7 separate regions of the Mus musculus genome follow, and all the other regions are linked to region 7. Evidence: chromatin contacts called from public promoter capture Hi-C data. All regions are on one chromosome and are shown on one strand. The core of a region is the stretch at or near the end of the contact, and the rest is flanking DNA. Distances in the headings are between cores, read along the strand shown. Region 1 holds the start of Wdr82 (WD repeat domain containing 82). Region 2 holds the start of Tlr9 (toll-like receptor 9). Region 3 holds the start of Rpl29 (ribosomal protein L29). Region 4 holds the start of Poc1a (POC1 centriolar protein A). Region 5 holds the start of Twf2 (twinfilin actin binding protein 2). Region 6 holds the start of Dusp7 (dual specificity phosphatase 7). Region 7 holds the start of Trex1 (three prime repair exonuclease 1).

Region 1 (4,204 bases), core at 1,127-3,626, 2.9 Mb before region 7:
CCCTGGAACTAGCTAACCATTTTGGGTCACTTTCAAAGTCTATCCTTTAAGGCAGTGATAATACTGGACTAGAAGCCAGGCAAGCCCACTATAGCAGATCAGGGAGCCGAACCAGCAAGTGAATCCAAGTGACCATCGAAAAATATGAAAAAAATTACTTTTTTTTTTCCATTTTAAAAACAGGATGCGGGCTGGTGAGATGGCTCAGTGGGTAAGAGCACCCGACTGCTCTTCCAAAGGTCTGGAGTTCAAATCCCAGCAACCACATGGTGGCTAACAACCATCTGTAACGAGATCTGACTCCCTCTTCTGGAGTGTCTGAAGACAGCTACAGTGTACTTACATACAATAAATAAATAAATCTTTAAAAAAAAAAAAAAAAAAAAAACAGGATGCTAAATCTTGGGAGGGAGCTTTAACAGTGAAGTCTAAAGAAGGTACAGGGTATAGTTTTTTGTTTGTTTTAAACATTTATTTATTTTTACTATATGTAAGTACACTGTAGTTGTTTTCAGACACTCCAGAAGAGGGAGTCAGATCTCATTACGGATGGTTGTGAGCCACCATGTGGTTGCTGGGATTTGAACTTTGGACCTTCAGAAGAGCAGTTGGGTGCTCTTACCAACTGAGCCATCTCACCAGCCCCAGGGTATAGTTTTGAAAGATACCTTTCAAGGCTTTTTTTTTTTTTTTTTTTTTTGGTAGAGAACATTTTGGTAAATTAAGACTGTTGTTACAGTCAAATTTGTATGTTAAAACAGACCCCTCCAAACACACACACACACATACACTGGCATCTCCTGGGTATATTTGCTTCCCAAATGCTGATATAAAAGAACAGCTTTGCCCAGGAATTAGGAGTCAATTTACCCTTAATAACAGGTTCTACCTAGAAGAAATTACACAAATTTGTAGTCACAGAACAGCACCCCCCCAAAACAAATTCAGTATGTTGATCAATTATATTTGTGAAAATATCAAGTAGATGGGCCACACAGCAAAGCTGTATAGTAGGGAAATTATAGATTTCAGGTGATGTTACAGCCATCTTAGCTTTAGGGTGAATGAAGCTAAACTGAATGATGTCTCTCGAGAAATTTATTAGGAGAATGTTGGAAGTTAGAGTAAATGGCTATTTAAAGTCTAAAGCAAGGCCACCTTAGAAGGCTCAGAAGGTAAAAGCATGTGTGCACGCACTCACAGACACACACACACACTAGTTTTTAAAGAGGCCTAAAATAGTTCCAGATCCTTTGCCTACATTTGATGTCTCCACAATTGCGATGTTGTAGTCAGCCAGTCTGCAGGATCTTTATTGTAGATGCTCTTCAGAAAACTTCAGTTCCCACAGCAAGTCGGGCACATGGCACCAGATCTGTCCTTGCTATCTCAAGCTCCATAGCAGCCTGGATCACCTGGATCACCTAAACTCAAAGGCAATCACTGGGGATTGAGTGCAACCACCTGTGGAAGGTTTTTCTAGAACAGATTTGCAATTTGGAAAGTTGCCATCCATTCAGGTTTCACTCAAACTGGTTCCTTCCCTTCCTCACACCCCGGAACAGATTGTAGCCAGGAACTCTGCCCTTTGTCAGGAGACAACTGCAGTACAAACTTACAATCTTGTCGTTTTCCCTCAGCCAACCACTTCCAGTTCTATCTAGCTACCTTTTTTCTTTAACCTAAGAACCTGAGATGCAACCCCCCCGCACATTTTTCAAGAAGGCTCCATTTTTTTCTCGTGTTCCATTTCGTCGTTTGTCAACCCAGGTTATAAGGGACTCTGGTTGTCATGCCTTTGCAATCACCTGCCAGTGAGTGAAATGTCCCTTCCTAAGGTTCCCCCTCCTCCCGCACTAGAAGTTAGGGATCTTCATGCGCTTCGACTCTCATTAAATTTTAAAAGAAGTTCCAAGCTTCTGAAGTTTAATATAAACCCAGTTGAAAATGCCACTTAAAACTTCGTGCAAGTGTATGTTGTACATCACTCAACTAACAAATCGAAGCCTCCTGGCTCGGCCGTGCAGTGGTTAAGTCAGTCGGTGATGGGTTCACCTGATTCACACCCACACACGAGCAGGCCTCTCCGCCAGGTCCTGCGGCCTCAGAGACACCAGCGTCTCCCCGGGGCTTGAGAGCACCCACAAAGGCACTAGCCCCGAGGCGACCTCAAGTCCTGCCCTCGAGAGAGAGGGTTTAGATGCTCCACGCCCGCAGGTTCACACCCCAGAACCGCGGGCTCCAGCTCCGGGGCCTCAGCAACGGGAGGCCGCCCCGCTGACGTCATCGTCCCGCCCCCCCTCCCCCAGCTCGCGCCTCCGTTCCCTCCCCGCCCCCTTTCCCGGCGTCCGCCGCGACACAAGCTCCTCGCCCTCTGATTTTGCTTCTCCCTTCAAGATGGCGGACACAATGAGCCGGCGGAGCGCCGGTTGGCCCTGAATTGACTCCGGAGAAGAACGGTCAGCGAGGTCCCGTCGTCCGGGCGAGAGAGCGTCGCCTGAGGAAGAGGACGCGGCAGCCCCACTGTCAGCCGTCCTTCGGTTCGTCTCCAGCGCGGCGCCCGCACCGCCGGGGTTGGCCCTGAGCAGCCCGCCCGATCGCTCGCCTCTCGGCCCCGCCCCGGCCCTGCGCCGCCGCTGCCTTCAGCAGCAGCAGCCGCCGCCGCCATGAAGCTGACCGACAGCGTGCTCCGGAGCTTCCGCGTCGCCAAGGTGTTCCGCGAGAACTCAGACAAGATCAACTGCTTTGACTTTAGTCCCAATGGCGAGACGGTCATCTCTAGCAGCGATGATGACTCCATCGTGCTCTATGACTGCCAGGAGGGCAAGTGAGTGTGATAGTGGCCGAGTTCCAAGTGCCCCTCTCCTTCCCTCTGTCGCTGGTCCCCGACTGAGCCCCCACCCCCAACCCCAGGCATGTGGTGCAGGCGCTCTTGCCAGGGCCACCTCCATCCCGCAGTGCTGCAGGAGATCCTCTTTAAGATGATGATGGTTCTTAGTTCATGTGTCTTTGCTCTCTTCCGAGCGCGCTTTTCCCGCTTGCCAAACCCCACCTTGACCTTGACCTTTAAACGCCATGTCCCTGCACCCTGCAGCCGGACGGATAGCCCTTTCCACTCCCCTGGCGACTGTCAGAATGTGCGGGTGGACTCTGAGCTCGATGCAGAACGGCAGGAGCTGTGTTCTGTCCATCAGTGGCGTCCAGCTCTCTGCCTTCACAGCAGTGACCTGGATTCAGCCCTGGCACGGTGCCCGCCCCCTACCCCTCAGCTTCCCGCGCGGCTTTTCTGCAATCAAGCCCCGCGGGATGCAGTTTTTAAGCTGTCAGGATTTATCGATTGTGCCCATGTGAGCTTGCTGTCCTTTCCCAGTACCAATACCCAGGCTTACAGTTAACTTACTAAACAGACTCTTGGAAACTTTTCTTTGCCAGACTCCTGAGAACTTGGCCGCCCCATTCTGGTCAGAATGTGAGCTCTCTTTAAAACAAAGAAAGCATTCCGGAACAATTTAGTGTTTCCTTTTGCATTACAAAAAAAACCCAAGTTTGGCCGCTTAGCCAGTAATCTCAGCATTTGGGCGATAGAGGCAGTCAGACCCTGAGTTCTGGACTTCATAGCAGAGAGACCCTGACTCAAAACAGTTAAAAAACAAAAAACAATAACCGCCAGATTGTGGTTTGCTTATAGTTATCAAAGTTTTGGAATTCTGGAACTGGTTATGGAAATTATGTTAGTTGGAGAACTTGTGTATCTTTGCCGTTTTCATAGCCTGGGTGTGAGGAAGACATTGCCTGTCTCATCTCTGGAAGTTCAAATCCTCGATAAGTAAGCAGTGACCTCTTTTGTAGCAGAAACTAGTTTAGGCTAAATTTGATTCCCTTTGTCAACTTCAGCTTCCTTCCTAAGCAGGAGGTGTTTAGTTTAATAGCTACTGTTTTCGACATTATGTTAAAGTTACCTGTTTTTGAATCCTTGGCTTTTTCTCTCCTTTTTGCAGCTGTTCTCTTTGTTTATTATTTTTTTCAAATAATAGTTTTCTTTTGGAACTTGTCTCTGAGTTTATCTAAAGTAAAGCTATTGTAGAATGAGCTGTATATGATATTGTCCTTGATGGGTTTCCTCGCTGGAGCTCCAACAAAGTATTACGTAACTGTCGTTGGACTTGAGCTTGCTGTATGTGGGAGAGTTTCCTACAGTGGTGAT
Region 2 (4,178 bases), core at 1,273-3,772, 2.8 Mb before region 7:
GGACAGAATCAGGGCTTAATGTCTCTCCAGGGTCTCTGGGGCTTTGAGCTTGAAGAACCAGCTCTAGTCACCAGGGCCAAAGGAGAAGGTGACAGCCAAGTAGGTCAGCGTTGGGTAGCACTTACCTCCAAGGAAGGCTGAGGAGGCTCCTGGAGGGGTCAAACAGGGAAGTGAACCCCATAAAGAAACAAAACTGAAAACCAGCGGCCATAAAGAAACAAAAATGAAAACCAGTGGCTAGGCATGTGGCGCACGCCTTTAGTCCCAGCACTCGGGAGGCAGAGGATGGCAGATTTCTGAGTTTGAGGCCAGCCTGGTCTACAAAGTGAGTTCCAGGACAGCCAGGGCTATACAGAGAAACCCTGTCTCGAAAACCAAAAAAAAAAAAAAAAAAAAAAAAAAAAAAAGAATGAAAACCAGGTGCAGATTGACTTTGTCAACCTGGATCAGACTTTGGAAACCTTAATAACACGCGGTTTATTCCCAATGGATTTCAGCCCAGTGTAATTTGGGGGTGGGGGGAAGTTACCTGGTATAATACTATCCCTGAAGCACAAGGATGAAGAATTACATTGAAACTCAACTCTGGGTAAAAGATGGGTTCTAGAAGTAGGCTACCTGTACTAGCTTATGGGTCTGGCCTGGTCTCAGTCATACAGATAGCACAGAAGTCATTTGGGCTATTAGCCACCCCTAGTCCTGGTTGTGGGAGCTTGGAGGGGTCTCTGGCTGCAACAGTCATTTAGATTACTCGCTGTTGGTTAACAGATTCCACTAGGCTCCTCCCAAGGACCTAGGCTTGTGCCATCACCTGCCATCTACCAGTTGCAGCGGGCGAAGCAGAGGCACAGCTTATAAAGAGGACTAATTGCTACCTCAGCACTCCCCCACTGTCCTCCTTTTCTCTGCCTCTACCCCCTTTCCAGGTCCCCATTCCCCTCCTTTCCCCCCACAATAAACTTCCCTTAAATCAGGCCTGTCACGTGACATGATTTCTCCTTGGCCTGCCAAGTACTCCCTGACTCCCACCACAATTTATATATTTTGTAACACTGGCCACCTCTGGTCCTGGTTGTAGGAGCTTGTTGTGGTCTGGCCCAACATCACCAGAAGGTTAATCACTTTCTGCCCTCACCTTTCCGCATGGAAGAACAGGTTTTTCATCTTTCCCATGAGAAAGACAACCCAGTGTGCTTAACGTTCTTGGTTCCTCTGGCGATCTCTGTAGGCACAAGGACCTCCTGGCTGTGCTTCCAACCGGTGAACCATTCCATCCCCCAGGGAGATAGGGTGGTGTGGCATACACCTTTGATCACAGCACGCAAGAGACAAGAGGCAGGCTACAGAATGAGTTACAGAACAGCCAGGGCTAGAAACTTAGTCTTGAGGAAACAAATAAACAAACAAAAACACCTCAGGATATAAACAACTGAAAAAAAGCTTCAGGAAGTTCCTGAAAGTGACCAGATGCAATTGGTCCTCCCTAAGCTTATATGGACAGTGGAGACTGCTAAGAAGCACGCTCAGACAAAGGGAGGTGCACAGAGGAGCTTGAAAGAAGCAGAGACCAGCTGAGCTGCCTGAAAAAGGCTCAGACCAACTGTCTTGCCTGGACAATTCACTGTCCAACTGGGATAGTGTCTCCCACTCTGCATCCCCACTTCCCACAATGCCCCAGGTTGAGCTGTCAATACATTGTGCCATGAGCTCTCCATTTCTAGCTTCTGTAGTATCCATGACCTATGCTTTGGTGATACAGCTGTCTTTGAGTCATCTCTGCTCCTTTTAGTAACCCCTCATCCATACTTCAACCAGTAACTCCAATAAAATTCATTGGTAAACCAACTTGGACGTCAGTGGTACCTCGGTTTTGGTCTGTCATTGGTCTGTCACTTGGGTGAGTACACACTTGCTCACATCTCCCCAGGAACAGTGTCACATGACAGCAAGATCAGCCAGAATCTTGGCTGGACCAGCCGCAGCCTACCTCAGAAGCTCCAGCAGCTTGCTGTGCTCTGGGGTCTGGAGTCTGACTGGGCGTTTCGGGAAGTGGAGATGCAGAGTGGGAGATACTATTGCTGGAAGAGATGTGAAGGCTGCCGTAGTAGGAAAGCAGATGTTGGCTCCAGCCTCTGGCTCACAGATGCTCTCCATAGAGTTCTGGGGATAGAGTAGGTGAGAGAGCCACTGTCCCGAGAGCACCCATGAGACAGGCACTGAGGCATGAGAGTGAGGTGACACCCTCCTCACGAGGGTCAGTGCTCTGCCTAGCTCTGGTGCTATTAAAATCTGGTTTCTCATTGACCTTGGGCTGGAGTCTGGGTTTTGGTTCCTTCCCACAGCTCTTTGGGGGGTGGGGGGCATATGTGATACCCTTTGGCTGATTGTGGGGTGGGGAGGAGAGTGGAAAGAGGAAGGGGTTGAGGGGGTTATCTGTCTGCCATCTGACTATGCAAATGATGTGTGACTCATTGTACCACCTGCTCTTTCAGGGTAGGGACAAAGTAGCTACTAAGCTGTAGTGAAAGTGTCACTTCCTCAATTCTCTGAGAGACCCTGGTGTGGAACATCATTCTCTGCCGCCCAGTTTGTCAGAGGGAGCCTCGGGAGAATCCTCCATCTCCCAACATGGTAGGACCCCAGTTCTTAGCCCCCCTGGGGGGAGGGGCACCATGGGAAGGGACAGCAATGGAAAGGACTGTCCACTTTGTGCCCTTGGGACACTCATGGAACCCTAAGGGAATTGGAGCAAAAGCCATCCCCTGAGCAGAGAGTTGAACCTGCTGGGTGGATGGGGAGGCTAAAGCCCCAGACTTCGGTTAATGGTAGCACTTGGCCTGCAGACCTGCCACCCACTGCTCATTCCGAGTCTTCGACCTCTCGGCAGGTTGAGGGTTCTCAAGTCAGACTGGGGAGTCAGATGGGGGCTAACAAGAGCCAGCAAGTGCCGTCAAAGCCTAGATGGAACCCAACCTATACCTCAGTAAGGGTTCAGTCTTCCCTGCATTTTGGTCAAGGAGAATCCAGGAGGCTAGTGGAGCAAGGCTTCAGGGGGGTGGGGTGGAGGTACAGATCTCAGGCAGCTGCTGTGGTCAGGAGGAAAAAGCTGAGGCCCCAGAGGAGAGGAAGAGAAAGTGGGAGAGCCCCAGTAGGCCTGCTGGAGGCTGTCTCGGCTCTGCTACGGGTTGTGTTCTGAGCAAAAGCTCCAAGTCTGGGGCCTGGATTCCAGCCTAGTCCTGGTTCTGTGTCCTTGCTCTGAGCGGCTGTGCCTAAACCCAAATGGTGGATCTGAGTAGCTAGAAGGAGGCTGGTTGTTGGGGCAGTGGGGAAACACTTGAAGACGACTTGGAAGCCCTGAAGAAAGTCCCAGTGTGGAGGAGAGGGTAGAAGAGTGTACAATGACAGTAGACACTTGCTCATTTAGCCCTGGCTCTCACAGGTTCTCCGTCGAAGGACTCTGCACCCCTTGTCCCTCCTGGTACAGGCTGCAGTGCTGGCTGAGACTCTGGCCCTGGGTACCCTGCCTGCCTTCCTACCCTGTGAGCTGAAGCCTCATGGCCTGGTGGACTGCAATTGGCTGTTCCTGAAGTCTGTACCCCGTTTCTCTGCGGCAGCATCCTGCTCCAACATCACCCGCCTCTCCTTGATCTCCAACCGTATCCACCACCTGCACAACTCTGACTTCGTCCACCTGTCCAACCTGCGGCAGCTGAACCTCAAGTGGAACTGTCCACCCACTGGCCTTAGCCCCCTGCACTTCTCTTGCCACATGACCATTGAGCCCAGAACCTTCCTGGCTATGCGTACACTGGAGGAGCTGAACTTGAGCTATAATGGTATCACCACTGTGCCCCGACTGCCCAGCTCCCTGGTGAATCTGAGCCTGAGCCACACCAACATCCTGGTTCTAGATGCTAACAGCCTCGCCGGCCTATACAGCCTGCGCGTTCTCTTCATGGACGGGAACTGCTACTACAAGAACCCCTGCACAGGAGCGGTGAAGGTGACCCCAGGCGCCCTCCTGGGCCTGAGCAATCTCACCCATCTGTCTCTGAAGTATAACAACCTCACAAAGGTGCCCCGCCAACTGCCCCCCAGCCTGGAGTACCTCCTGGTGTCCTATAACCTCATTGTCAAGCTGGGGCCTGAAGACCTGGCCAATCTGACCTCCCTTCGAG
Region 3 (3,870 bases), core at 403-2,902, 2.6 Mb before region 7:
CTTCCACAATTGGATCCGGGGTTTGAATTCATGTTTGAGCTACAATCATTCTTACCCACTGAACTATCTGCCCAGCACACTGTTTTTGCTGTTAGAGACAGGGTGTCACCCTGCCTGGCCTAGTCCTAGCTTTGTAGCTTAAGATGATCTTGAGTCCCTGATTCTCCTGCTTCTGTATAAAACTTAGGCCCTATACACTGAGTGGGTGGTGTGAGCTACCATGCCTTTCTGGAGATAGGGTCTTTCTACATAACCCTGGCTGTCCTAGAACTCACTACATAAACTAAAATCACAGAGGCTTGCCTGCCTCTGCCTCGTGAGTGCTGGGATATCCTGACATTATAAAAGTTTTTTGGAGCTGGGCAGTGGTGGTACACGCCTTTAATCCCAGCACTTGGGAGGCAGAGGCAGGGGGATTTCTGAGTTTGCGGCCAGCCTGGTCTACAGAGTGAGTCCCAGGACAATCAGGGCTACACAGAGAAAAACCCTATCTTGAAACAACAACAAAAAAAGCTTTTCGGAGACAAGGTCTACCTGAATTACTCAGGCATCTCAGACTTACAATTCTTCAGCCAGTAGCTGTGATTACAGGCCTGTTTTCACCTCTCTAGCATCATCTCACATCTAATATATGTGAAAAGAAACCACGAGGGCTGGTGAGATGGCTCAGCAGGTAAGAGCACCCAACTGGGGCTGGTGAGATGGCTCAGCAGGTAAGAGCACCCGACTGCTCTTCCGAAGGTCCAGAGTTCAAATCCCAGCAACCACATGGTGGCTCACAACCATCTGTAACAAGATCTGACGCCCTCTTCTGGAGTGTCTGAAGACAGCTACAGTGTACTTACATATAATAAACAAATAAATAAATAAATAAATAAATAAATAAATAAATAAATAAATAAATCTTAAAAAAAAAAGAGCACCCAACTGCTCTTCCGAAGGTCCTGAGTTCAAATCCTAGCAACCACATGATGGCTCACAATCATCCGTAAGGAGATCTGACTCCCTCTTCTGGAGTGTCTGAAGACAACAACACTGTACTTACATATAATAAATAAATAAATCTTAAAAAAAAAAAAAAAAAGAAACCACGAAACTGCCACTCTGGGGAACCAGCCCAGGCTGTTGGAGTAGACTTGGACTATCGTTGCCGCTTTTCTCTCTCTAATTTTCGGCACCCTAAATCCAGTCTATTCTTTTCCCTAGTACATTCTTCACTGTCTTCAGGCAGCCAGCGCCCTTGTGTGGCAGTCTGCATGAGTCTCATAGCTCTTCTCCTCTCCTCTGCCCTCTCCAGTGCATTCCACACAGGAGCCCGGTGAGCTGTTTAAGAACACAGATTCTTCGCTCCATTAACATTCATCCCTCAAAGGCCCCCTCGGCTTTCAGAGTCTTTGGAAGTCTAGCCCAAGAGCAAAGTAGGCACTGGAGGAAGAGAAGGAAGCAAACACGGGCTGGCCGCCGTCGTGGTCCATGCTAACACCACGCTCTTAACCCCAGTAGCAAAAGCCTGCTGTTGGAGGATGAACAGTTATAACCCAGTCTAGGCTACACAGCAAGAAAGACCCGCTCAAAAAATAGCGGGGAGGGGTTAAGCAAAGAAAGAAATCTGTGACGCTAAGAGGGCGTGGCCAGGCTCTAACCCCTCCCCTTTCTAGGCTTCAACTCTTTCCGGCCTTGGAACCTTTTTTCTCCGCCAGCAGTGAGGGAAGCTTTTCCGTTGGACTTTCCGGCGGTGTCGGCCCTATTTCCCGTGCTGCACTGCGGGCCTTTCTCTTTCTCTTCCGGTCTCCGGCGCTGCGGGAGCCGCGGGTTACCGTGAGTGTTGGCCTTACGGCATCCGATGACATCCGTGACTACAGGGCGGCGGCGGGTCGCGAGGCAGGCGACACGGGTGGCAGGAAGGACAGGGCGGGCAGCTGCTTGGCTATGGGGCATCGAGATTGCCGGGCGGGGGTGGTTCCCGGTCGTCCTCAAGGAACGGATGGCGGGGAAAGCCGCCCCGGGGCCGGCAAGCTCAGTCTCAGGACCGACCTCCTTGCTCGCGTTTGAGAGGTGGGGTCGCGTTTTGTGAGTGTTGCCAGGCTGGCGGGTGTCGTAAATCGGAAGCGTCTGCTGCAGCCTCTGGTTTCTTCATGTTACCCCAGCTCAGGGCGGCAGAGGTGTGCCGGTCTGGGGAAGCCCAGAACTGATCTCGTGGCTTTCTTGCAGGTGCAGACATGGCCAAGTCCAAGAACCACACCACACACAACCAGTGTAAGTTCCTTGGGCTCCGGCTGGCGACTGTACCCCAGCGAGGATTGGGTTAGGGTTGCTAGATCAGAGCTGGAGGGAGGGCAGGTCACCCTTCAGGTGAGCCTTGAAGATGATTGTGTGTTTAGCTACTTTGGAGATTACAAATTTGGGAGCCAGGAATCCGCTTAAAAAGCCCATAGTGCTTTCCACCCATCCTTAGTGTATTCTCAAAAGACTGCCAACCATGATGTTAGGTGGTCTTATTGGAAGATACCTCATTTTTTTTTGACCTGTAAATATTTGTTACCCTACAGCCCGCAAATGGCACAGAAATGGCATCAAGAAACCCCGGTCGCAAAGATACGAATCTCTTAAGGGGGTGAGTGATGACAGTGGGTCATAAACTATCCCTTGGCTCCAGGTCTACAGGGTAGGGCCTCTTGTAAGTCATGTCTCCTCCACCACCAGCGTGTGTGTTTCGAGCTAGGATTTCTCTGTGTAGTCCTGGTTGTTCTAGAACTCACTATGTAGACCAGGCTGGCTTCGAACTCTGAGCTCTAGGGATTGTGTTGCCTAGCTTCTCCTTGTCTCCCATGTCAGACTCAACAGAAAAGCCTTCCTTGACCTTCCCAGCCCCTGGTGTAATCTCCTGAGAACAGAACTGCTTCTCTTGCTCCGTGGAGCCTTGAGGGAGGGAGGGAGTCGTTCTGTATATTGGGTACCTCATGGTCTGCGTCTAAACGCAACTCTAGTTCTGTACATTTGATTGCACCCAGATAATAGACTGGGGATAACTGAGGCTGTACTAGGTCTGTTTGCTGCCTGCAACCACGCTCTCTGATGTGAATCTGATGGACTAGGCTTGGTATCTGACACTCAGCTGAGGTGGGGGGGTGCCCCTAGACAAGTCTCAGGAAACAGCTAGGTTTCCAGAAGTTCACACCCACACCCTCCAACCTTTTTGTGGTTAAGGTTAACTTACTGTTGTTTTTACAGTAACATATTTGTGACCAGGGACTTAAGGAAGTGAACCGGGCCTGTTATATGCTACCTCATACACCTTTTCTGTTCCCAGGTTGACCCCAAGTTCCTGAGGAACATGCGCTTTGCCAAGAAGCACAACAAGAAAGGCCTGAAGAAGATGCAGGCCAACAATGCAAAGGCAGTGAGTGCGCGCGCAGAGGCCATCAAGGCCCTGGTGAAGCCTCAGGCCATCAAGCCCAAGATGCCAAAAGGCCCCAAACTCAAGCGGCTGGCTTTCATCGCTCACCCCAAGCTTGGGAAGCGGATTCGAAGCTACATGGCCAAGGGTCAGAGGCTCTGCCAACCGAAGCCTAAGGTCCAAACCAAGGCAGGGGCCAAAGCTCCAGCTAAGGCCCAGGCTTCAGCTCCAGCTCAGGCTCCCAAAGGTGCTCAGGCCCCCAAAGGTGCCCAGGCCCCTGTGAAGGCCCCATAGAAAAGGCTCCTGCCAGTGTGAAGACAGACGGACTGCTGTGACACACCTCCCCACACACTATTTGCAGATGACCAGTGTCCTATGCTGTTCTTACAAATAAACTCAGGCAAGATCTGTTAGCTTGTGTCTGTTGTCATAGGTTGAGGGTGGAGTCGCTGCCCTCTGTGTGTGGGGCAAAA
Region 4 (3,897 bases), core at 899-3,398, 2.8 Mb before region 7:
CTAATGCAGTGATCTGAAGGCCAGCCTACATGAAACCCCACAACTGCCGAAATACCATTCAGGCTGTAAAACTCAGCACATGGATAGCACCGCCTGCCAAAACTAAAACAATTACCTAATTCGTCAAAGTCCAGAGATATGGGAAACTCTCTAAATGTACTAACCTTGCTTTTGGACTTCTGTGGTTTCTCTTCTGACTAATTGTTCATGTTAAGTATGTCAATCTAGAACATGTTTTTTTTTAAAAGATTTATTTTATTTATTATATGTATTTATGTATTATATGTATATACTGTAGCTGTCTTCAGACACCAGAAGAGGGAATCAGGTCTTGTTACAGATGGTTGTGACACACCATGTGGTCGCTGGGATTTGAACTCAGGACCTCCGGAAGAGCAGTCAGTGCTCTTAACCACTGAGCCATCTCTCCAGTCCCCCAGAACATTTTATGCTTAAAAGCTCACCCTGAGAAAGCCTTGCGGCTACAATGGGATCTTGAACAACACCCAGTGTAGTTGCTGGCTGGCTAATAAAGACTTTTTATTGGCTTAAATCCGTGTCTTAGCAGTCTCCTCTGGTGGCTACCCCACAATATTCTTAAAAAAAAGAAAGAAAAGAAAAAAAGCAAGGCAACAGAAAAAGATTAGTGGGGCTGGTTTAAGGTTACTTGGGACTGGGTTTCAGACCCAGCACCCACGTGACAGCTCACAACTGTTTGCAACGCCAGTTCCAGGGGATCCGGCGTCTTCATAAGACATCAGACATAAGTATGGTACATATACATACAGGTAGGCAAAACATTCCTACATATGACATTCCTAAAAAAGTAAAAATAAAAAGTCTGTGGCTGCCAGAGGAAGGAACGCTAGGACCACATAGAGAGACCTTATCTGGAAAAGCAGCAAACTGCTACAGCTTGGGAATTTCCTGAGAGGCAATTCATTTTGACATTGTAGGAATATACAAACGTGACCATCATGTTTCTGGCATGGGGTGCTCGTGACACACTTATTGACAAGAGAAAAACTGAAAACTGTTTATGGGAAGGCTGGGAATTTGTGAGCACCTATTTTTGTCTTGAGACTTTCACCTTGCCTATGTTAAATTAGCTTAAACATTTCTAATGTCAAGGTACCAATTCTATGCCAACATAGTTAAAATAGGATCAGATATAGATCCTGTATCTCTCATCAAAACACTAAAAGAATTATTTTTAATGGTGTGTGTGTGTGTGCCTCAGGAGACAAGAGGTGTTGAACTGCCTCAGAACTGGAGTTCCAGGCAGTTGTAAACCATCTGACATGGGAGCTGGGAATAGAACTTTCGTCCTCTGGGAGAACCATATACACTCTGAACCAATGAATCATTCTTTTAGGTCCAAATACACTCCCCCACACGCCAGTTTCTGAGTTTACTGTCCCTGCAGATTTAGGGACACAGTTTCAAGCCTAGGCATGTGGTAAGAAACCTCAGGACACAGCCAGATCCTAATTAGTGTTTTGAGTATGGACAAGTTGGCCGGCCCAGGAGAGATGATGGATGGAAGGTTCTTGAATCTTACAAAACATCCAGTTCAGGTCAGATGCACAGGTCACTCTGGGCTTCGGCTGCTTTCATTGCAGAAGGTGGAAAAGGACGGCCTCTGGTGGTTCCGCCCGACGATTGCTTCTTTCACCTTTTTTTTTTTTTTGGAGCTAAGGTCAGGCTACGACCCAAAGCCTTCTTAAGGCTAAAGAGTTCCGAGCAAGACGGGCCGCAGTCACATCCCCTCTTAAGACAAACGCGGAGGCAGGCCCTCGGAGTAGACGCATTTTTCCTGAGGTCACCCAGTAGAGAATTAAGAATTGAACATATGTCTTTCTGCACCATGGTTCTGACTCTTGAATGACTCCATTTTTTTTTTTTTTAAATAGACACTTAGGAGTATTCGCAGGAACGAACCATTCTGGGGTCCCAAGGCGCTAATAACCTGGTTCTCCATGGCGCCTTGATCGGACGTTTTAAGCCAAGAGCAAGGCCAGTCAGTATCCTCCTTCCGGGATACTTAAGCCTGTCACTCATAATGGTAAAACTCCGCCCGCCCCGGAGCATCTCGGTAAATGTAGTTCTACCTTTATTAAGACTGTGGGGTATAAGTGCTATGTAGAACTTCATTTCCCCGATGGCTGCGCGCTCCGTTACCTGAGCTAGAGCTGAAGGGCCGAAACCTTCATCTAAGATTTTTTTTTTTAAGTTCTTAGGAGGAAAGTGTGACAGCGAACTGAGGCTTTTGGCTGCTCGGCGGGTCACCTCATCTGGAAGAGCGGGAGGACAAGAGCTTGACGCCTATCGAACGACCCGACTTCCGGTCGGCGGACAAAAACCTAGGGCGCTTCTCCTTTAATTGCGGTGGGCGGGACGCGGCGACGCCACCGGCGTTGCTATTGGTGGCGATTGGGGGCGCGGAAACTGAACTGGCACAACTGCCGACCCAGCTATCTCTGGCACTTGGGGCACAGCTGGTCCTACCAGCCCGCTAGCCCCGCTATGGCTGCTCCCAGCCAGGTAAGTCCCTGGATAGTGAGCACCTGACTGGTTGGAACAATGGCCGCGAGAGAGGCGGATGGTGACGCGGGGTTCTAGGGTGACCTCCTCATCCAAGGTTACGGGGTGGATCCGGGCATTGACTTAGCACCCCAGGTGCCAGGCTAGATGTTAGACCACCAGGACGAAGAAATAAGTCTCTGCCTCTGGAATGTACGGCGTATTGAGGAAGACACCATCAAGGCCCGACCCTTGTCGTGGCCTGGGGCGAGCCTCGTAAGCTTGGCCTCTTGTGAGCAACAGGTCTTTTTTGGAGGTGACATCCTTTTCCAACAAGTAGAAGCAGTAGGCCATCGGGATGCCTGGGATAGCGGAAGCCTGCAGTGTGTCCAGGGCTCGATTCTGACCCCTCCCCCCACTCCAGAAAAGGACTTCAAATTGGTCCTTTAAATAAGAATTTGCTTCCACAGGGCCAGGTGGTACCTGATGCACCTGAGAAGACTTGGGTAGAAATAGAAACCAGACTTTTGAGTGCCGATTTGATATTCTGTTTACATTTAGCTCCACGCAGATTTTAGGGGAAACTGTTCAGGGAAGAAGGCATTGGGAAGGGGTGTCACTGATGGAGTCAGACCTGAATCTGCTTCTGCCCACTGAGCCTAGGATGGACACTTCCTCACCCTTGTGTTTCTGAGAGGCTCTGGTGAGGACAGGAGAGGGAATGAGCCCTTGCTCCTTAGTTGATTCTTACCCCTGAACTACCAGGCCATCTGTTAAAAGGCGTGAACCTGCAGGTGTGCTTGGGGGTGGAGCTGGGCACTGGGCCTCACCTTTGTTTGGGGTAGAGCTTTGTGGAATAGCAATGGCTTCGCTGTATCATAGAAATATCCTTTCCCAAGCTGGGTTCCTTGGAGCTCTTCAGGTGGTTTGGTTGTGTGTGTGTGTGTGTGTTTTGTCGTTTTGTTTTTTTTGTTGTTGTTGTTTGCTTGTTTTGTTTTTAATTTTTGGTGTTTGAGGTGGAGGGAGATAACTTACTATGGTCTTGGCTCTCTTGGAATTTACTGTGTGGACCAGGCTGGCCTTGAACTCACAGTTCCACCTGCCTCTGCCTCCCAAGTGCTGGGATTAAAGGTGTTTGTTCCCCACACTGGGCCCATATTTGATCTGTTTGTTGTGGATTTATTGATTCGTCTGATCGTTTGTGTGGTTGTGTGTTTGCTGATCGTGAACCCTTCCTTGCTGTACTCATTTGTCCTAGCAGTTTATAGTGGATTCCTTAGAATTTTCAACATACGAGATCATGATTTGAGTGCTTTTAACGTCTCCTGGTTATAGGAAGAGTCTTAGTTCCAGGGAGGACCTGTTATCTCGTTA
Region 5 (3,900 bases), core at 1,015-3,514, 2.9 Mb before region 7:
CATAAGCTTGCATTGCCTATTTACCCAGCCTTGACAATCACAATTCTTGTCAAAGTTTTAAAATGTTTGCCTACAGTAAGTAAGATTCCAGATACAGCTCAGTTTTCATGTATTTAATGAGTACGGACCAGGCAAGCAGCTCCTCATCGACTTGTGGGACAGCATCCATCTTTGTGGGTGGCCTGTTTCCTTTATCCAGTTTTCTACCTCACCACCTTTTTTTTTAAACCTCTTTTTTTTTTAAAAGATTTATTTATTTATTTATTTGTTTATTTATTTATTTATTTATTTATAAATTATATGTATGTACACTGTAGCTGTCTTCAGATATTCCAGAAGAGGGCATCAGATCTCATTACAGATGGTTGTGAGCCACCATGTGGTTGCTGGGATTTGAACTCAGGACCTTCAGAAGAGCAGTCGGTGCTCTTAACCACTGAGCCATCTTGACAGCCCCCTTTTTTTAACCTCTTCATTTGTTGACAAAGTCCCATGTAGTCCAGGCTGGCCAGGAACTCACTATGTAGCCCAGGCTAATCCTGAAACCCCCACCTCCCTCTCTCTCTCTCTCTCTCTCTCTCTCTCTCTCTCTCTCTCTCTCTCTCTCTCTCTCCCTTCCTTCTTTCTTTCTTTCTTCCTTCCTTCCTTAGCCCAGGCTAATCCTGAAACACCCCCCCCTTTCTTTCTTTCTTTCTTCCTTCCTATTTACTTATGAGACAAAAATCTAACCATGTAGACCAGGATGGCCTTGAAGGCCTTTGCTTCCTTAGTTCTGGATTATAGTTATTTGCCAACATACCTGATTTATGTAGTGCTAAGGATCAAACCTAGTACTTCACACATGTCACGCAGGTTAGAATGATCTATCAGCTGAGCCAGCCCAAGGATGCCATTTGAACTTGAGTTCTCTCACAGATTTGGGGTGTGTGTGTGTAGTATATACATACACTGTGTATGTTAGAGTACAATGTGGAAACCAGAGGTGGATGCCAGCCAGTCAGCCTCTATTGCGCTTTCTCTCTCTCTCTCTCTCTCTCTCTCTCTCTCTCTCTCTCTCTCTCTCTCTCTCTCTCTCTCTCTCTCTCTCTCTCCATTTGGCTGGGTTGGCTGACTAATAAGCAAATAAGCCCCAATAGGTATTGGCCTGTCTCCTCAAACTCCCTCTCCCAAGGTCCCCAGCCTCCCTGCACAGTCCAAGGGGAAAGCCAAGTGTCTTCATTCTGTTGCCGGGAATCTGAAATTATATGCTAACTCAGCACTTTACTGACTGAGCCATCTCTCATTAAGTTATCTATTTTTTAAAGTTTTTATTTATTTCAGTAAAAAAAAAATTTTGGTGTGTGTCTGGGTGTTTGGCCCGCATGTATCTATGTGCACAATGTCCGTGTCTAATCCCAGGAGGCCAGAAGAAGGAACAGTTGTGTCATGTGGGTGCTGGGAACCAAACTTGAGTCCTATGCAAAAGCAGCTAATGCTCTTGACCACTGAGCCATCTGTCCAGTCCCGTTTATCTATTTTTTAATAACAAGGTCCAGGGTGGAGAGATGTTTCTGAGGTTAAAGAGTACTAGCTGCTATTCGGCCGTTAGTCTGTAAGAGCAGTAGGAAAGGCTGCTGGGAATAGAGGCAAGGTCATTAGGAATTGGGAAGTTCCTCAGGTTGACTTCCAGTCCTTCCACCACTGGGTCACACTTAGCACATGCACCGTCTTTTTGGAAAACTTTCCTCAGCCTTGTTAGGTCACCTCGGTCTCTCCTACCGTATTCCTTCCAAAATTCATTTCCTCCTATGGCCATTCACTTTCTCAGCGTTGGGCTCCAGACACCGTGCACCTGATGACTGGTAGGAAATCAGTACACACACACACACACACACACACACACACACACACACACACACACACACACACACACACACACACATACACACACACACACTCACACTCACGACCACACACGAGCGCGTGCCCACCTACACTGAGATCACCTCACCATCACAAACGGGTACGCCTGGATCGGCCCTCACTCTCAAACCTCCTCCGCGGCAAGCTCACAGCCCCTCCCACGCCCAAGTGCGGATCCGCCCACAGACCTCCAGGATCCTGGCCTACAAGGGACCACCCACACAATCCCTTGGGGCCCCTTCTTGGCCATGAAGGTGGTAGCGGCCGGGCACTGGGCCATCCGGACCCCGGCGCCCGCTGCGCGCACGCGCGGCACCAATGCCCGCCTCTGCCGGCCTCGCCCTCCGGGGGCGGGGCGCGCTGGGGGCGGGTCCTGCGGCACCGCCCGGGAAGCTGCGCGAGGCTCGGTGCCGTCGCCACATCCTCCGGAGCTCTGGGTCCAGGCGAGCCGAGTCGAGCCGGGCCAGGACCAAGAGGAGAACTCCGACGGCACGGGCGAGCCGAAAGCTGAGCCATGGCGCACCAGACCGGCATCCACGGTGAGGGCGGATGGAGGGCGGACAGGGGCTCCGCCGCGCTGGTTCTCCGCGCTAGGTCCCTTCATCCTTCTCTTCCTTGTACCCTCCTGGGAAGCTTCCTGTTCTCTTTTGCAACCGCGAGTCCCTGGGATGGACACGTCTTGGGGCAGAACAGACTGTTGTACATAGCTGGGAGTGGGTGCACATGGATGCACACAGCGAGGGTGGAAGTATCTTGTGTACCCAACTGGGGGCGGATGTGCCTGTGTATACTGGTCTGGGTATTTTTGTTCTTTTCTGGAGGTGGGGTGTACCCGGATGTGCACATCTGGAAAAGTGTACATGGGTGTACACATGTTCTCTGTATACAGTCCAGTATGTGCACATCTGGATGAGACTTGGTTATGCCTGTCCAGGCTTCTTCGTGTGCATGCACTAGTGGCTGGTTTTGGACACTCTAGGTTCCATCTCAGACATCAGTGTTTCCTGGCTGCACGCACAGAAACTGTGGGTATCTGCATGTGTGCACAGTTCAGGCACATCTCAGTATGTGTGTGTTAGCATGGGTGTTTGCATGGGTGTCTTATGACTGACATGGGCTTATGTGTATGTGTGGAGAGGGTAGCCTGACCTTTTCTCCTTTCAGGACCCCTAGACTCTTGCAGACTAGGTTGGACAGAAGCTGGAATGGAGCCCTCCTTCTTAAGTAGAATGGGGAGAACTGCACATCTGACCTTGGCCTCTGACTTCTTCCCTTTTCCATTGTGATCTCTCTATCGCTGCTCCAGCCAGGCCTGCAAAGTCCCAACTTCAAGCTGGAAGCAGGGGAACGGGTCAGGATTCAGACTTTATAGGGGAGCTCCTGCCTCCACCCTCATCTACAGGAAGCTTCTACAGCCCAGGGCGTGACACCCATAGCCCCCCTCCAGGGCCCCAGTTTCCTCCTTGGAGAGACTTAAGAAAGAAGCAATAGCTGGGAGCCAGGTATTTTGTCCCCATTTGTTATGGGCCTGGAAGGGCTGCTTCCCTGGCCAGTAGGGAAGGCCAGGCTGCTTGCCCAGACAGCTTGTTGGTTTGGCCATCAGCCACTCCTACCACCACATCATGATTCCCTGACCAGGGCTACCACCATCGACCAGCCTGACTGCCGGAATCCCTGCCTGCGGTTGTGGCTGCTTGGTGGATGGACAAGCCAAGAGACTTTCCCTGCCCTAGCCCATCCCCATCCTGTTTGTCCTGAGCATGCAGGGACCTGGATCAAGCCTGGCCACCCACAGGTGGGCCAGCCTCTCCTAGAGATGGAGGAGCAGGTTTCTTGAGTCAGCCCCAAAGAGGGGAACTGTCAGGGTAAACTGCTGCCTGGCCTGCCCCTTCCTTCCTCTTTGTCTGGTCTGAGCTGCTATCTCCAAGAGGGAGGAGGTGCTACGAAGTTTTACACACACACACACACACACACACACACACTGCTTACAGATCCTGT
Region 6 (3,855 bases), core at 1,098-3,597, 2.7 Mb before region 7:
GGTATCCACTCAGAAGCAAGGTTTTGGGACTTCCCTCCAGCCTGGGTGGGTGGAGGCCCTGATCCTGCCAGCATCTCTCACAGGCTGCCTTTGCTGTTCTTTGTCTCCATAGTCAACCCCTCCCCATATGGCCTCCCTCATCCAAACTCTGATGCTTTTTCCATACTTACTCAAGTACACCCCTCCCCCACTGGGGGCCCGCTCCAGTTTCCAGCATCCTGCAGGTGTGTGTCCCTTTGAGGGACTCCAGAGGGGAGAAAGCCAGCCAGTGAGACATCATGGCTAATGTAAGGAATGGCAGGCTCTCTAGCCTTTCTCTAGGGCATGGGGTGGAACTATGGGTGCACCCAAAAGATGTCTTCTTTCAATGGAGCCATCACTGGGCAGAACCTAGCCAGTTCTCCCCACCTTCCATTCAGAGACCCTCAGAAGCAAGCATGTCTGCACACAATGGGACCCAGCCTTGCCTGAGGACAGCAGGAGACTCTTGTTAATGTGACTCTGGCTTGTCCCTCTGGGGGGGATGTCTCCCTAACAGCATGTTAGGAAATCATGAAATCAGCTGAGCCCATCTTTCCTAAAGAGAAAGGTCTCTCTCTGGGTTTGATTCGCAGCACCACACAGCGCTTCACAATCATCTGTAATCCTAGTTCTGTGAGATCCTACCGTCTCTTCTGGCCTCTGTGATCCATGGACATTCAAATAGAGAAAACACTTCAATCTTTTTAAAAAATTTAAAAGAAGCCGAGAGGTGATGGTGCACACCTTTAATCCTAACACTTGGGAGGCAGAGGCACCCAGGCCAGCCTAGGCTACAGAGAGAATTCCAGGACAGCCAAGAGTACACAGGAAACCCGGTCACCACTGCTTAGCGCTTAGCAAAACTGAAACCAAGAAGGGAGACTGGTACTCAGGATATACCACACATCACCAATTGGCAGGACAGATTGGGACTTAACACTTGGCCTCTGGAAGCTGTCTACCAGCTGTGTCCAGGACAGTACTCACAAAAGGGTCAGCTCTTTATATCTACAACCCCTCCTGACAAGACCCTCCCTGGCTGCCCTACTGTGGCCTTTCTCTAAGCGAATGTAGAAGAGGGCTCCTGCGGCTGAGAAAAAAAGGGAGGGGGGAGAACATTTAATTGGGAGATGGAGATTGAAACTGTAGCCCGATCGGACACCCCTGACACCGCAATCCCGGGTTAGGGTCAAGTTGGCTCAGAGATGACTAGCCCGGGACGGAGTGAGGGACTAAGCCTCAAGTTGGGATCCCCAGCCTGTTAAGAGAATGCACTCGGGGCTTGGGAGGAACAGCTCCCTCCAAGGAAAGACCGCCTTGGTCTGGTCAAAACCTTGCGGTCGGTCCTGCCGCTTTGTTTGAGCCCTACCTGCAGAGCCACGTACCTCCTGAGCCCCACCCGCCTGAGAGCCCGAACAGCACGCTGGACGAGGCCCCGCCCACTTCCAGCTGGGTGGACCCGCCGCGGGACCCGCCTCCTTTCCCCGCAGCCTCTTTCGGCGGCGATTGACTATCTGCCGAGCGCGTGCCCGCCTACCGCGAAACTTGATTGGTGCCTGGAGAGAGAGGTAGGCGAAGGGAAGCTGATTATGGAGCGCTCCCTCCCTCCTACCCGCCCCAATAGGAAAGTCACGTGGCGCTTCACTCCGGGCCAGTCACCACCGCACTTGTAAAAGCTTTCTTAAAGAGCTCGCGTTCCCTTACCCAGGGTTGGTCCTTTCAGAATTCCTCCACTTCTGCCTGCGATTTGCGAGAGCGGTCCTTGAACACCCCCCCCCCAACCCAAGTCACCTATTCCCTCAGCAGACCCTCCAACTCAGGTCTGGAACCTATGGCCATCAAGGGTTGGGATGATGCGGTCATCTGAAACTAAGACCGCCTAACACAGAGCACGACACGTAGTAGGAATTCAGTTTCCATTTGTTGAATGAACGCTATCAGAGAATGAATGAGGATAACAGACAAGAGGAGGGAAGACTGGCTCTGGGTGACCGCCCCCTGCCCCCAATCCTGAAGAAATTCTGCTTCTGTAAATGTTAGGTGGGGTCCCAGTGCAGCCTTTCTGCAAGGCACAGATGTAGGCGCTCAGCCAGAGATCTGCGAGGCCGCCTTGGCTCGCCCCTGGGCAGGTGGTAGCCAGGTCCCGGCTAGGCGGGCCCGTAGGAGCCGGCCGAGGGCGCTCCCGCGCCGCTTGCGGGGGAGGGGCTGCGGAGGCGCGGTGCCTTTAAGCCCAGGCGCCGGCCTCACGGCCCCGCCTCCCGGAGGACGCCCGGGCGCGCGGCCGCCGGAGCCGCGGTTTAATTGGGGCTGTCAGGCCGCGGCACGCGCGGAGGGCCGGCCGGGCGGGACTGAGGCCGGAGGCTGGGAGGCCGGGGCGGCGGGCGCGCGGCTCGGCGGGAGGCGGGCGCCCGGAGACGCGGCTGGGGCCAGCGCGGCCGGGGCGCCGTCCCAGGGCTGGGTTGCCCGGCCCCGGCCCCGGCCCCGGGATCCCCATGAAAAACCAGCTCCGCGGGCCCCCAGTGCGGGCGCACATGTCGACTTCGGGGGCGGCGGCGGCGGCGGCGGCTGGGGGCACTCGGGCGGGGTCGGAGCCCGGTGCGGGATCTGGGTCCGGCGCAGGCATCGGAGCGGGAGCGACGACGGGAGCGGGGGCCATGCCCTGCAAGAGCGCCGAGTGGCTGCAGGAGGAGCTGGAGGCGCGCGGTGGCGCGTCCCTGCTGCTGCTAGATTGCCGGCCGCACGAGCTCTTCGAATCGTCGCACATTGAGACGGCCATCAACCTGGCCATCCCGGGTCTCATGCTGCGCCGCCTGCGCAAAGGCAACCTGCCCATCCGCTCCATCATTCCCAACCATGCCGACAAGGAGCGCTTCGCCACGCGCTGCAAGGCGGCCACCGTGCTGCTCTACGACGAGGCCACGGCGGAGTGGCAGCCCGAGCCCGGCGCCCCCGCCTCCGTTCTCGGCCTGCTCCTGCAGAAGCTGCGAGACGACGGCTGCCAGGCCTACTACCTCCAAGGTGAGGACAGAACCTAGACCCCAGGCGGTATTGGGGCTGCGCCTCTGCTCCCTGGCGCCCTCGCTGCAGGCTGTTTCCTTTCCACTCGCTTGGCCAGGCCGGGCGCCACGTCGCCCCTGGTCCGAATCCGCCCTTCTGGGAGCCATCCCCTAAGGTGTGGATTTAGCCAGGCACAGGGAACCCGATCTGTGTTCTCTTTCTCAGCACCGTTCAGTGGCTGAAACAAACTTTCCCTTTCCTATTTAATTTTTTTCTCTGTGGATGGGTAGACAACAGCGCACAGGCTCCAGTTGAGCTCGGAGGAAGGGAGAGATCGGTACTGGAACCCAGAAAAGAGCAGGGCCCACAGGAATTTATGTCATTAGGAAGATAGGATCGGGAAGGTACCTTTTTCAGTATCACCCACCCTCCAGTGCATGGGCCCGTTTATGATGGTTTCTCTGGGATCCCACTATGGCCCCTATCAATCAGAATCACGGCTTGGAGGCACTTCTGCAGATGTGTGGGCAGTGGCCCAGGTGTGAGTGTGTGTGTGTGTTGGGGAATGGGGAATGGGCCTCAGTTCGCTGCCCCTGAGTTTATGGAAGGGGGAGACAGGCAGCTTGCCTGCGGGCCAGGGGGTGAGGGGAGCTATTGGCTGCAGCCGGTGTTTCCAATTAACATTCCAAAATGGCCTCTTGCTGGCAGCAGACAGGCTGGGAGGGGAGGGGAGTCCTGCGGCACCCTCGGGTGCCGCAGGGCCATGTCTAGCTTCATGGTGTTCCTTGTCTCTCCTGTCCTTGTCTAGCCCCCGTGGCCCCTCTCTTTGAGTCACAT
Region 7 (3,936 bases), core at 1,158-3,657:
AGTCTTACCAGTGTGGGTCGGGACCAACCTGTTTTCTTCCTCACTTGAAATTGTACTTTCTGAAATTTCAAGCAAATTAAAAACAATAAGGTAGGAGGTATTTCCCACGTCACCCCAAGGTGACCAGCCATGGCCTGTCATACTTAGGAGAGCAAGCTTTTTGCGGGTACAGAGCAGGCTTTGGGGGGTAACCAGCTAGCTGCTGCTAGGCCTTTATTCCCAGGGTTTGGCTGCATTGGCAGTGAGGCAGGTGGCTGGGGGTGACACCAGGTGACAAGGGGACTCAGTGGCAGGGGGTCACACCAGGCAGAACACCATACACTCTCCATCAGCTGTCTGTCTGGATGTCACTGTCCTTCCCGGGGCTGTATAGAGGGCCACATGTGTTCACTATTCAGGCTCCACTGGGGGAATTTTCCTACCTTTGCTGGCTTGGCTCCTGCTCCCAGGCCAGGGACCTCGGTCTGTCTACTACACACTCTGGTTTCTCCCTGCACTGTCTTTTTACTGTTAGCCAAACATTTTGCCTGTTTTCTGTCTCCAGATGTGTGATAATTGGTGTGAGGTTGAAATCCCTGGTTCCTGGAGGACAGACAACCTGACCTCCGACTGTCAGTTTCCCTTGACACCATCTTCATAGAAATACCTGACTCCTGTACCACAGTCCAGTTTGTCCCAGTAGCAGGGACACCAAGGCCAATGGGTTATCTGGACCAAAGGTGGGGTGGAGGGCCTAGGTGGTATCTCCGGCCCAGATGTGAATACCTCCATATTCCCTGTTGGTTCCTGTTTCACTGGCTGTTTTAGCTTTGTGTTGATTGGTGTTTCTGAGCATTCAGACTCCGCACCCTCATTTCTAATAAATGCAACATTGGACCCGCTTCCCCTTTCTTCAGCGCCTAGGCAGCTGGCCTTGGCTCTACACCAAAAACTATTTCTGTCTACTTCTTGAACTTGTTTCTTCCCTCTGTTAATTAGCCTAACAGGTTTGATTGTCCTGCTAAGAGAGCAGGAGAGAGGGACTGTACCTCATCCCTAGGGCCTGAGCATGGCCAGAGGCCCAGGCTGAGAAGCAGAGGCGGCAAGCAGTCAGTGCTATGGAAGTCTTTATTCATCATATTTCCCCTCTTGACTTACTGCCCAGGTGAGGCCAGGAAGAGTCCATACAGAGTGGCTATTGCCAAGGTCAGGAGGGTCAGCAGGCTCAGTGGGGCCAGCAGCCCCTCCTGTGATGGGGCTTCTGGGACCTTCTCTGGAGGAGGACTCTTAGGTCGCCTGCTCCTGCCATTGCTGGGACTTCCATTGGCTGTGGCCAGGGGTGTAGTAGCTGTGGCAGCATGTGGCCTTAGGTTGGTTGTTCCAGTGGTAGCCGGAGTGCCGTACATGGGCTTGACGGTGCTAAAGGGCCGGGCATGTTCGTCCACCCACTGCAGTAGGGCCTGTGGCTTCCACTGACAGATGCTGAGCAGGGTTAGAACATCACCTTCAGCAGTATGTGAGTCTGTCGGTGCTTGCCAGTACAGGCGGGTGTAGATGCTGCCCAGGCTGTAGCTTTTCCTCGAACCATTCCCTGAGGGGCTGCTAGCTTGTTCCAAGGCCTTTAGGGCAGCGATGCTGTCCACACAGAAGGTACCATCTAGGGGACTGGGAGTGCTCAGCCTAGCAAGCTCTGTCTGGAGCAGAGGAAAGTCATAGCGGTCACCGTTGTGTGCCACAAGGCAGCAAGGCTGTGGCTGGCGCTGCAGGAAGGCTCGGAGCAGGATGGCCAGGTTGTCATCGAAGCGTTGACGCCCCTGTACTTCCAGCTCAGCTTTGCTCAGACCTGTGATCTCACTGGCCCCAGGGCTACAGGCTTTCCCTGGAGCAATGCACAGAGAGAGCTTGTCCACCACACGGGGCGGTCTGGGCACTGGAGGTGGATGTCCCTGAGAAATGGAAGTGTTCTCCAGAGCACGTCTGTGGACAGCCAGCAGGCACAGCTCTGTGACTTCGGGCCGAGACGAAGGCAGGCCAGTGGCTTCCAGGTCTAAGAAGATGAGGGTCTGCATGTGACCATGGGGCAGGGTCTGTGAGCCCATGCTGAACCTGGGGAGGAGATGGGGTAATGAGTAGCAGCAGGAAGGTCTCAAGTGGGCTGAGGTGGGGTGCAGAAAGGCAGCTCAGCCCTTCCCTTCAGCAGGTACTATCCAGGGCCACTAGAAGCTGGAGGGCAGGGTTGTTCTAGTGGGATGGATCCACTACTTATTTGCCTTTTGAGGGAGGCCCTTCCCCTAGTGCTGACTACCTTCAGGGTGAGGGAACCCTATTCTCTTCTGCCTTACCCCATACCCTTACTCCACACTTACCGAGAAGCAGGCAGCAAGGCACTCCGCTGGGTCTGCTGCTGGCAGCAGTGTGGCTGAGGAAGTAAAACTGCCTGGGTCCACCCATAGGCCTGCCTCCTGAACAGGGCCCGCCCTGCTGTTAGCCTGCCAGGCCTGGCCCTCGTGCTGACGCTCCTCCCTCCCTCCCCAAGCACCCCAAAGGCCTTCCTAGATCCATATCTGTGATCCTGCTGGCTGGTAAAATGGACTACTGCCCCAACACTGACAACTCAAACTGGGTTGTCTCTAGGATTCAAATGTGCCCGTGAGCCTCTGCCTTTTCTTGTCTTTCCCCCAGTCCTTGATCCAGGCCTTCCTAAAAAGGGCTGCCTCCTTGGCCACAAACGTACCCCTGCCCCCACCACGGCCCCCGCCCAAAGCTATGACTCAGGGTAATTCCCGAAGAGGGGCAGGGTTTTTCCTCAGGGCAGATCAGTTACCATGGGGGCCATCTCAACTCCAGCAGGAGTCATCTCATCAATTCTTGGTCTGCCCTGTCCCTCCCTCTCAGCCACACAAATCGGACTCAGGAAACAAAGCTTGTGTTCTCAGCAGGAAGTGCAGTTTTAATCAGTGGATATGGCAAAGACGGCGGTGGGAGCTGGCGCCACCTTGTGGCTGGATGCTCAGGCCCTCAGTTACAGTCCATCTCAGAGTCTTCCAAATCAGTCTCCGCAGCACAGAGGTCATCCAGGGCAGCCTCTGAGCCAAAAGGAAGAGGGGTCTGAGGTTAACTCGACAGCGTGGGGGCTTGGAGGCCCCCATGCTCCCTAGCGTCACAGGAACCAACCAGTCCCTTCTATGCACAGGCTTTGCTCCCTCAGCGACTGTGAGCAAAAGTGACACAAAGGCAATTCGGACAGATCTTTGTGGAAAACCATGGCTCAGCGAGGCCAATTCAATAGACACCATCAAATGGGAACCTGTCATACTCAAAGACCCAGAGCAGGAAGGTAATACCCATGTGCCAGGAATGGCTCTGGAGGCAAGGGGAGACTCATGGAAAGGAGTCTGACAGAGGCACACGAAGGCTAGGACAGTGTCGTGCTAGCTTACCTTCACAGTCAGTCACATCAGGAAGGGCTCGAATCAGCATGCTGACCCCTGGCATCACCTGGTCGTACTGATGCAGGACCTCGACACAGTGCACAGTGAAGAGCTTGTCCTTCTGAGATAGGCTATGCAGCAGCAGCACAGTGTCCCGCAGACAGCGTATCGTCTGCTTCTGCTGGTGGGTCCTTGGACCTCCTGCCCGCCGCACCGTCAGCCATTGCCTGTGCAACATCACAGTGAGCGCTCTGACTGCCTAGGGTGAGAGGGCACAGCCTGAGGTCCAGAGACTTACTCACCTCACCACTTCAAGATCAACAGGATTGCTCTTAACTAACTGAGCATCCATGATGCTGGTCTCTGGCCACTCACCTCTACATTGCAGTGACAGTCAGAACCAATGCCAGCGGGGGCAGGGCTCTGTACACTCAGCTTGGCCAAGAGCCATACTACCTGGAACAAGAAGAGATAGTACCCATCCCATGTAGAACAGACGGTTGTCACAGGGCTTTGGCGGGCATTT

The links. Promoter capture Hi-C pulls out the DNA fragments that hold promoters and counts their contacts. Capture Hi-C pulls out chosen DNA fragments and counts their contacts.
Region 1: a contact with region 7 is called in a promoter capture Hi-C map of adipose tissue, with 4 times the contacts expected there. The contact joins the promoter of Wdr82 here to the promoter of Trex1 in region 7. A contact is called at or near these places in 2 of 39 promoter capture datasets (liver and pre-B cells), 2 of 115 datasets of contacts at active chromatin or transcription factors (bone marrow-derived dendritic cells and thymic regulatory T cells) and 3 of 9 other capture datasets (adipose tissue, liver and macrophages).
Region 2: a contact with region 7 is called in a promoter capture Hi-C map of pre-B cells, with 4 times the contacts expected there. The contact joins the promoter of Tlr9 here to the promoter of Trex1 in region 7. A contact is called at or near these places in 1 of 39 promoter capture datasets (pre-B cells) and 1 of 115 datasets of contacts at active chromatin or transcription factors (bone marrow-derived dendritic cells).
Region 3: a promoter capture Hi-C map of liver shows a contact between it and region 7, with 4 times the contacts expected there. The contact joins the promoter of Rpl29 here to the promoter of Trex1 in region 7. A contact is called at or near these places in 2 of 39 promoter capture datasets (both in liver), 1 of 115 datasets of contacts at active chromatin or transcription factors (bone marrow-derived dendritic cells) and 2 of 9 other capture datasets (liver and pancreatic islet).
Region 4: a contact with region 7 is called in a promoter capture Hi-C map of embryonic stem cells, with 3 times the contacts expected there. The contact joins the promoter of Poc1a here to the promoter of Trex1 in region 7. A contact is called at or near these places in 1 of 39 promoter capture datasets (embryonic stem cells) and 1 of 9 other capture datasets (adipose tissue).
Region 5: a promoter capture Hi-C map of liver shows a contact between it and region 7, with 6 times the contacts expected there. The contact joins the promoter of Twf2 here to the promoter of Trex1 in region 7. A contact is called at or near these places in 3 of 39 promoter capture datasets (liver and pre-B cells), 1 of 484 Hi-C or Micro-C datasets (B cells), 2 of 115 datasets of contacts at active chromatin or transcription factors (bone marrow-derived dendritic cells and regulatory T cell precursor) and 2 of 9 other capture datasets (adipose tissue and liver).
Region 6: a promoter capture Hi-C map of liver shows a contact between it and region 7, with 4 times the contacts expected there. The contact joins the promoter of Dusp7 here to the promoter of Trex1 in region 7. A contact is called at or near these places in 3 of 39 promoter capture datasets (liver and pre-B cells) and 3 of 9 other capture datasets (adipose tissue, liver and macrophages).

What each region holds. Positions count from the first base shown.
Region 1 is chr9:106,168,553-106,172,756 of GRCm38.p6, forward strand. It overlaps Wdr82 (WD repeat domain containing 82), which reads left to right and starts at 2,377. Exons shown (of 9, transcript NM_029896.1): 1 at 2,377-2,827. The coding sequence starts at 2,667.
Region 2 is chr9:106,220,076-106,224,253 of GRCm38.p6, forward strand. It overlaps Tlr9 (toll-like receptor 9), which reads left to right and starts at 2,523. Exons shown (of 2, transcript NM_031178.2): 1 at 2,523-2,631; 2 at 3,440-4,178. The coding sequence starts at 2,629.
Region 3 is chr9:106,427,759-106,431,628 of GRCm38.p6, forward strand. Rpl29 (ribosomal protein L29) reads left to right here and starts at 1,653. Exons shown (of 3, transcript NM_001324534.1): 1 at 1,653-2,256; 2 at 2,550-2,614; 3 at 3,311-3,810. The coding sequence starts at 2,220. The coding sequence ends at 3,691.
Region 4 is chr9:106,278,913-106,282,809 of GRCm38.p6, forward strand. It overlaps Poc1a (POC1 centriolar protein A), which reads left to right and starts at 2,149. Exons shown (of 11, transcript NM_027354.2): 1 at 2,149-2,544. The coding sequence starts at 2,527.
Region 5 is chr9:106,200,844-106,204,743 of GRCm38.p6, forward strand. Twf2 (twinfilin actin binding protein 2) reads left to right here and starts at 2,265. Exons shown (of 9, transcript NM_011876.3): 1 at 2,265-2,441. The coding sequence starts at 2,417.
Region 6 is chr9:106,366,285-106,370,139 of GRCm38.p6, forward strand. Dusp7 (dual specificity phosphatase 7) reads left to right here and starts at 2,348. Exons shown (of 3, transcript NM_153459.4): 1 at 2,348-3,039. The coding sequence starts at 2,514.
Region 7 is chr9:109,056,844-109,060,779 of GRCm38.p6, forward strand. Trex1 (three prime repair exonuclease 1) reads right to left here and starts at 2,408. Exons shown (of 2, transcript NM_001012236.1): 1 at 2,346-2,408; 2 at 1,089-2,085. The coding sequence starts at 2,078. The coding sequence ends at 1,134. It overlaps Atrip (ATR interacting protein), which reads right to left. Exons shown (of 13, transcript NM_172774.3): 11 at 3,786-3,866; 12 at 3,420-3,669; 13 at 2,904-3,065. The coding sequence ends at 2,998. Atrip-trex1 (Atrip-Trex1 readthrough) reads right to left here. Exons shown (of 14, transcript NR_153412.1): 11 at 3,786-3,866; 12 at 3,420-3,669; 13 at 2,346-3,065; 14 at 1,090-2,085. Shisa5 (shisa family member 5) reads left to right here. Exons shown (of 6, transcript NM_025858.3): 6 at 1-949.